2 separate regions of the Anas platyrhynchos genome follow, and region 2 is linked to region 1. Evidence: chromatin contacts called from public Hi-C data. All regions are on one chromosome and are shown on one strand. Each heading gives the region's core, a stretch centred on a gene start, on an enhancer-like site or on the middle of the called end of the contact. The rest is flanking DNA. Distances are from core to core; before and after follow the strand shown. Region 1 overlaps SYNRG (synergin gamma). Region 2 overlaps TADA2A (transcriptional adaptor 2A).

Region 1 (4,262 bases), core at 1,093-3,592:
GCAGGGCTTGTGCTATTAGTATTTGTTCAGCTAATCATACCTGGAGGAGGAAAGTAATGTTCACGACTGCTTTAATACATTTTTGTCCAGGCTTGACAGTCAAATTCACATGCTTGCAAATAGAAGAGATGTAAAAGACTTGTTTATCCTGCAAAGGTTCCCACCAAGGGAAGGTATCTGTGGTCTTCTGAAGCCGAGCAAAAGGCACAGAGGCACCAGCAACTCCTTGCAGCTCTGTCCTGGCTCCCGAAGGGTCGAACTGAGCTGGCTCCTGCTCCCCATGCACGTTCAGAGGGTCTCTATTCTGCTGTGAAACAACGTTCATCGTGATAACAGGAAAATAATTAGCAAGGGCTTTCATTCCACAAGGTTTGAAGGGTTTCCTCTCCAGCAGTGCTGGGTGCTGCCTTTCAATGGAATTGCACTGGGGCAATTGAAGCTGTTGTGGACTTCAGCAGCTGAGAAACGGGCTTTGCATTTCTCTGATTGCTGGCAAGCAGGGCACAGACAGCAGCAGTACGAGCTCTGTTCTCCTACAATTCTCATCCTGGCCCTTTTCAGGGGTCTCTTCCTTGGAAGGGGTCCGGAGCTGGTGCCTGCCACCCGTCAGTCTCGGGGCTTCTTGCTGGTAACGGTGCTGGTGTAGGAGCTGGGCTGGGTTTTGGGGCACTGATGCTGTGCTGCTAGGACCAGGAGCAGCATCCTGCATCACCCAACCACCCCAAGCATGGTGCGAGTTGCATTTATTCATTAGAGTTGAATATAAACTGAAATATTGAAAAGTGAAACCCTCCTGTGTTGGCTTATAATCACTAAGTATATGATACAATCTTGAGAATTGCATTTTTTCGTTGTTGTTAAACTAACTAACTCTGTCAAAGGTTTCTTTAAATGATTGAACTGTTGACGTGGAAGACTCCAGCTTGTAAATTGCCTCCAGGCATAACTTGATCCTTGATAGCTGCAATACATTGTTATAGTTGGCTCAAATGAAGGATGGCAAAGTCTTCTGTAGATTAGATAATGTATAAAATGGTGTTTTACCTGTATCTCACCCTGTCAGTATTCTCCCAAGCTCTGGTTGGCAGCTCCTCGTGCACCGCTCAGCACCAGCAGCAGTACCAGCCCCAGGTGATCCTCAGGCAGGCTGAACGTGGAGCAGGGAGCACGGCTTTGGTAGTTCAAACTAGGTGGGAAGGAAAGGGTAAATATTTCAAACCCTCTGCACTGGATGAAATACGAACTGGGTTTTGCTTCTAAAGCTTTCAGAAACTTCCAGCGCTCCAGCACGACTCTGTGAAGATCACTCTTTCCATTCTTGGTTTGCTAGAAAATATTTTTTTAAGGAAAAAGAAAAATGTGGTTATGTGATATTTGAATGGATCCGACTTGGATTTTTATGGACACGCACACCCCCTTCCCTCCCTGACCCCTCTTTAAGCGGTTTGGGATTCCATGCCCATTGTATTTCACGGGGTGTGTGTTTGTAGTCACGCCAGGGCTGGCTGTGCCAATTCCATGCGGCTCTAACTGCACTGGCAGTAAGAGCACTTAGATTTTTATAACAAAACTCAAATCTCATGTTTCTGAAAGCTACCAAGGTTACTTAGGAATGCTGTTTTATTATGATATAGTTCACTAAAATCCATTGATGCATCCCTTTCATATTTGCCCTGCTTCCACAGGGCAGTCTGCTGCATGTTCTCCAGAAGGTGCTAAGAAATCAATTTTAACCTTGCCAAAAAGGTTGCATATCCTCAAAGGAAAGCGTTTTCTTAGAGATTTGTATGGATTTATTCTTTGCTCTTTTTTGGATGAGATTTAATGCTTGCCATCAGTTCAGATGCTGTTTGTACAGAAAGTTTCCTGCCGGAGGAAATGGCAGGAGCTCAATAGCAGGTGTCTTTGCTAAATGCGATACTTAGACTTAATTCCTTTTTTCCCACATAATCACGTCTCGCTTTGAAAAAAATATTCTGATGCGCATGCATCTTCTTATATTTTGAATTGCCATAACAGCAAAATGAAGGTTTTATTGCATCCGAGGTTATAAATGCAGCGTTTTAACTGGAGCGGTTTTATTCATTAAACGTATCTGCGGTCTTTAAGCAAAAGGCTGTTGCAGGAGCAGTTCTTAACAGCGCTTAATAAAACAATCTTGTGCCAGTAATAAAGATACCCACATCATAAAGAGTTCTCTAGGGTCAACCAAGAAGTGCTTTTCACATGTAAACTGCTGCCTCGCTTATTAGTCTGGTGGCGAGTTGCTCTGCTGCCTGTCGAGGGAAGAGAAACGCTCCCCTTGTCGTTATACAGCAAATGTGCTGAGAGCTTAGGTAAGCCTTTCGTCCTGCTGCAGCTATGGCAAAGGTTAGGACTGTGCTTCTGTACAAAACTTCTGACTCATGATAAATACAGTTCATGGCCTAGCTAAATATAGCATGTTTTTTTTTGCAATAGAATAAGACTTTTTTTATAAAACCTACTTTACCTTGAACTACAGACAGTCACGCAGAACTTTGTATTTTTTGTACTTATTAAATTGTTTGGGGACTGCTTTAGCTGTAGACGTTTTGTATCTGAACAACATCTTTCCTGTAGTAGAATACTTTCATAAAAGTTTATTCCCCAGAGTAATACTTCTGCAATCAGTGAAACAATCCAAATAAAATGCATAGACGAGAAGTGTGACATTTTATCTCAGCCCTTAAACCTATAGAGGCGGGCTTCATGCCTGCATGAATTCACGTAGAGAATGGTAAATATTAGCTTGTGAATAACAAAATCCTTTTCTGCCTTCCCTGCCAGGATTACAGGGGAAGCGCTGGGAGCTCAGGGCTCCCATCCGATGCTGTTACTGATTCTGCGTGTCCCCGAGCCAGGATCGGTCAGCAGAAATGCAGTGACCTGCTCCTTTAGGATGCGCTTTCAGCTCCAGCTCCTACCGGTTATCAAAGAAAGCATTCACCCGAGATTTTGCAGATCTTCACAGCAGGATCATCACTCTTTCTTGCCACACCTTGGTGAACGCTGAGACAATAGCCATGCTTAAATCTGTGCTGGGTTTTGAAGTCAACACAAATTGAAAGGGAAAGGTTGCTTGGTACGCTGTGGTATTTTCAAGATCTCAGGATTAATTACAGTTGGCTAACATTTTGGAGGTGATTCTGGCACTCTTTAATGCTAGTGAAACTCTCATTTAGCTTCTCTAAACAAAACCTTATATTTGAGAGCACAAGGTATGGTTTCTTGTGATAAATTACCGATCCCTTGCAAGTCAGCTCCTTTTTACCTCAGAGCCTTGTTTCTGTTCAGTTTTGCCCTGAGCAGGTGATTTCATCTCGCCTGTTTACCCTTCTGCAAACTGCTTGCTCTACAAATTTAATATTCGAATGGCACTTTGAAATGTTGCCCTGTATATTCAAGGTGCTAACGCTTATTACTGAGGTGCTGTCAGCTGCACAGGCAGCAGCTGCGTGAAGGCTGTCCCTCAGGACACTCCGATAGGTGACACACTGCACGGAGACGTTTCTCTTTGTTGTAGTAGCCATCAAGCTCTATCATTATATCGTATACTTGTTGGACTTTTTAATTAGCCGTGGATGTGGGTCGTGCCTGGAAAGCAGCCTGAAGCACGGCGTGCTCTCCCCTCCCAGTAAAATGAATAAACGTCGGTGGAATATTTTGTTAAAAGGGCTTAATCCTCAGGTGGTGCAGCCACCCTGAGCGAAGAGGGCGGCTGGGATGTCGCCCTGGGTCTGCCCTGGCTGTGCTGAGGCCGAGCTGTGCCTCCTGCCTGCCAGCCAGGTGAGGCCCTAACGCTCACAGGAGCCTCGGCACGGATGATACTCAGGGAATGTGTTTGCTTCGCCTTGGGACCCTCTGACCGTAGGCCCTGAGCAGCGGCTGAGCGCCTAATCCAAGCTGACAGTCGCTAATGCTGGGAAACAAATGCCAAAGGTAGCCCAGCAGGGCTTTTTAAAACTGCTCAAATGAAAACCATCCAGCCCCTGGCTCTGGGCGCCTTCGCTGCGGATCAATCTCAGTCGAAATGTGAGAGATAAGTTGTGTGAGCAGCAGGCAGAGCCTGGCAGGAGCTGGGCACTGCGTGGTCCCCTCAGCTGGCTTTAATGTAAGCAGCCAGACCGTATCTCACACCCGCTCACGGCAGTGAGAAGAACCTAGTGGCCCATATAATTGCTGGGTGAGTACGAATGTTTGGAGCTTTCTGCAAAATAATTGGATTTTCTCTATCCTTAAAT
Region 2 (4,090 bases), core at 628-3,127, 51 kb after region 1:
GGCTTTTTTTTTCCTTTACTTTAAGCATTTCAGTATGCTCCCTGAGGGAGCAGGCTTAAGACTTGACAGTGGGTTTACAGTCTGAAAAGACAACATGCAACTGCTTGAAACTAGGCAGCAACATGTCCCCTTTCAGCCCCCGCTGCTGCATAAGCAAAGGTGGACAGAATGTGTCAGAATCCAGAATCCACCCCTGCTCCTGTAGTTACAAGAAAGGAGCAAAACCGATACTGGCTGTTTATTGATTGGACTCTCCAATAAATAATGAATAAGGCAATTAAGAAAGAAGTGTGGTTATGCGGTTACGTGTCTATTCTAAAATATGTGTTCATGTGTAAACACCAAGAAGCCCTTAGCCTCTAGGCAATTCATCTGAGCAGTCTGCTGGGTAGTAGAATTTCATATAACCAGGGCGAAAGCCCAAGGGCTGTGCACATCAGCTCAGGTGCCATTGCTTTTGAGTTACACTTGCTGACCCTGTATTAACAAAAAAGTCTTGAATTTATACAAAACTGATTTGATGTTAACCTAGGAGAAAAAATATGTACGAAGGCAGGAGGGGTAATACAAACGTTCTCACTTCTTTTTGGAAGTCTCTTTCAAAAGCAGTGTTCAAGAACCACCGTGTATTTTCATAAAGGGGTATTTAAGTTTCCTAATTTAAGGGCAGACATGGGTAGTGAATTCTCCTTCTTGCTTAAATGTGGGGATAAAAGAACGGGAAATACAGTAAGTTAAACATGAATGAAATATATTACTAAGTGTTGGAATCAGTGCCAATTTATGGAAAATATTTTTGTATTTTTAAACCCTGTGCAAGCTAAGCTAGCATGTTATTTTCTGGGGTTTGTGTGGGCAGAATTTAATGAGTACATGCACAAATTGCACTGGAGAGCCTCTATAAATATCACAAGCAATTGTGCACCAATAACCATTGCATTTTGATGCTTTCACTTAAGTGCACAATATTCTAAAAGAAATTACGATCAACTGGGGAGGGGAAGGAACATTCATGAGAATAAATTAAGGGAAAAAGGGAACTTCTATGTACAGAAAAAAACAGTATTTACTGCCACACATACTTTTGGAGGGCCTTTTGTTTTTGATAAACATATTCACAAAGAGACAACTGATTATAAGATCTGGAATACAGGAATAACTCTGACTATTATACTGTTACCTGCTGCACTGAAATGAGAAAAGAGACACTGTACGAACGAAAATGATTTGACTGCTCTTTCCCCCATGAATTATACTAGGGAGTTACTTGTTTGTACTGGTAACTGAAGATAAGTTGCCATTCTGTGAGATGGTCAGAGTGGCTTTGCAGGATCCAGCGATAGGCAGGAATTCAAGGCTTCTTTCTCCGTTCCAAAAAATCAAAATATTTTGGTTTCTTAAGACATTGCCCAAAACAGTTTCTTTGCTTTTCATTCCTCTTCAGCCTCATTTGGTCTGCAAAAACTTTTGAATGCTAATGAGTGAGAGCTTTGTTTTGTGCTAACTAACCTCTGCTTGGCATGCAAGGCCCAAATAATGGGAAGAATGCAAACTAATCAAAGCAAACAGGCTGCGTATCCAGTGTGTGCCTGGCTGGGACAAACTTCATGGCTACAACCCAAATTTACTCCCCCTGGAGGAAAGCAGGACCCTAAGCAAACAGGGTATCTACTTGCAGAGTGTGTCAGAACCTTACATAAAAGAATAAATACCATGGAGTATTTCGGCCATTGTCTTGTATCTTATGGAAGGAAAAAAGTTTGCTATTTGGCCAACAAAGAATTTGTCTCAAGCAGGTGTAGTGGAAGACAGCCACAGGGCTGCTTTTCAAGGACACTTCTGCGAGATGCAGTGTAAGAAGTTTGCCAGTGGGCAGGGCTGGGGTAGTGAGGCACATGAGAGACAGGACAGGCATCCTTGGGAGCGACTGCCAGAACTTGCGCCTCCAGGGCTGCCTTGCAACCTCCTCTGTCTGCAACTAGAAAGTGCCAAGATTTCCTAAGCAGTCCGAGCACTCGCCCCTTCCTTCAAATCTAAATGGTGAACCATTTTGTAGGGTATTAAGTCATGCAATTAAGTTACAAAATATTCCCAGTGAATCAAGCAAAGTCAGCATCTGAGATCTTCAAAACTGCAGGACAGAAAGAGATGTGGCTCCTTCCTTTTTTCTTCTAGCTTGGAGAAAGCAAAGATCTAATCCCAAAGTTTCTTTTAGAAAAGCATTCTTTCCTTCCCTGAGATGCCTCATATAAGAGAAAAACAGCTGGCTAGACCCTGCGACTTCATTTTTGTAGAGGCATTCTCTCTCACGTAGGCAGATCCAGAACAGCTGTGGGAAGGAAGCTGCCAAAGTCCCTGAGCTAAGAGATCGAATATGTAGTTGGTCACGCTGCCTAACCTCTGCCAAATGGAGTTTTCACAAGGCAAAAGCCTGATGTTCTGTACTAAATATGCAAGACAACTAAAGAATGGACTAAAGAACACCCAATGTAATTATCAGGCAAAATATTTGACAGACAGAAGGAAGTATTTTTTCACACACTATGTAATTAAATTACTGAACTCCTAACTCAATTGTGCAACTCAGGGCTACAGGATGTTATGGGGGCAAAAATACAAATATATATATGGTTCCAACAGTAGTTAGCTAAGTTCATGCAGGACAGATTCTTTGGCCAAAATGGTCTGAACACAACCTGTGGCTCAGGAATTTGCTAGATTTATGACTGCAGGAAACTTGGAAGATACACCAGGAAAAGTATCAGCTTGTACTTGTCTTTTCTTACTTTCTTCTGTGTGTCTGCTATGAGATACTAGCAGGTTACTGACCTAGAGAGACCTTTGGTCTGGCCCTGCATAGCTTTATGGTATTCTGAACAGAAAAGGAAAGCTGATTTTTGCAGTCAGATTTACAACTTAAACCAGGAGGCTGGTAGGAGATATCTTAATTGGCTGAATTGTGCAGGGGGAGGAAGAAATGTGCGAGGGGTATGGAAGAAGGTGCTGATAAACCAGCACCTTCATTAAACTAACAATTAATGAGTAGACCTAGGAAAGTATTTTGCTTTTCCAGTTTAGTAGGGCTCCCTATAGGACATGGAAGCAATAAAATATGTTTTAATAATAGTAAAACAGTGGAGAGATGGCACGATGCATCTGTGACAAGTGCAAAAGCCAGCTCCCCTTTCAATAAAAGTTAAAAGGGAAGAGAGGCTGATGTATGATTCTCATAACCTTTTTTGTGCCAAGGGAGTTTGCATTCCTTAAAACTATGTGTACGCTGCTAAATTTCAAACTGATTTTGTAAGTTTGGAAGGACTGTCTGTACATAACAGGATTTGTCTGTCTCCAAAGGGTGGTAAGACTTTAGCTGAGAACAGCCTGACATAGACGGAAGAATTCTGAAGCATAAACACAGTACTTTTAAACATTATGTGTACTTATAAATGTGGGAAAAAAGTATGATCTTTACTTCTCTATGGGTTAAAACCTAATTTTAATACTTTCTGTTATTTGGTGCCACAGAAACTCAGTAGAAGTAAGCGAACTCACACAACAACCCTCGTCAGGTACAACTAATGCTGCTCTAACTGTAGAGGAAAATGCTGCTCTAATGTAGAGGAAAAAAGACCCAGTGAAACACTGTGTATGCACCGTGAAACATTGCTTTCAAACAATGTATGAAAACAGGGGACTTACCGTGCAGAATGTCTGAATCATCTTCTACAAAATCAATATCTCTTAAATCCCACTCAGCATAGTTGTCAAACTCCTGTTCAGAAGTGATTAATAAACTGTCACTAGCTAGCACTAAAAAACTGGTATCAAGTTTCAGTACACATATAAGTACTGAAAACACAGATATGTACACGTGCATGGCTGTACAAGGCTCCATCCTTGAGCAATGTACATCACAGGGGAACTTAAACGAGTTCCGGCTGTAACCAGAACAGGATACGGTGATAGGATAATGAGAATTAATCAGGTTCTCCCCGTAGCTCCCACACTGTGGTAAAAATTCTGCTCAAACATATAAAAACAACACACCCCTCTATGGTGGAATTCATCCCTCTATGTATAGGAGCTTGTT

The links. Hi-C and Micro-C count contacts between places; a contact is called where the count stands out from the background.
Region 2: a Hi-C map of liver shows a contact between it and region 1, with 1.7 times the contacts expected there. The contact joins two enhancer-like sites. A contact is called at or near these places in 4 of 8 Hi-C or Micro-C datasets (F1 follicle, liver, skeletal muscle and 1 more).

What each region holds. Positions count from the first base shown.
Region 1 is chr20:1,699,234-1,703,495 of IASCAAS_PekinDuck_T2T, forward strand. All of the region lies in intron 15 of SYNRG (synergin gamma), which reads left to right. Among named protein-coding and RNA genes, the nearest start is that of SYNRG, 28 kb to the left of the region's middle. Within about 2 kb of position 2,343, at least 2 of the 8 cell types and tissues checked have an H3K27ac peak or open chromatin away from gene starts, as enhancers often do.
Region 2 is chr20:1,750,489-1,754,578 of IASCAAS_PekinDuck_T2T, forward strand. TADA2A (transcriptional adaptor 2A) reads right to left here. Exons shown (of 16, transcript XM_072025948.1): 8 at 3,700-3,772. Among named protein-coding and RNA genes, the nearest start is that of ACACA, 8.7 kb to the right of the region's middle. Within about 2 kb of position 1,878, at least 4 of the 8 cell types and tissues checked have an H3K27ac peak or open chromatin away from gene starts, as enhancers often do.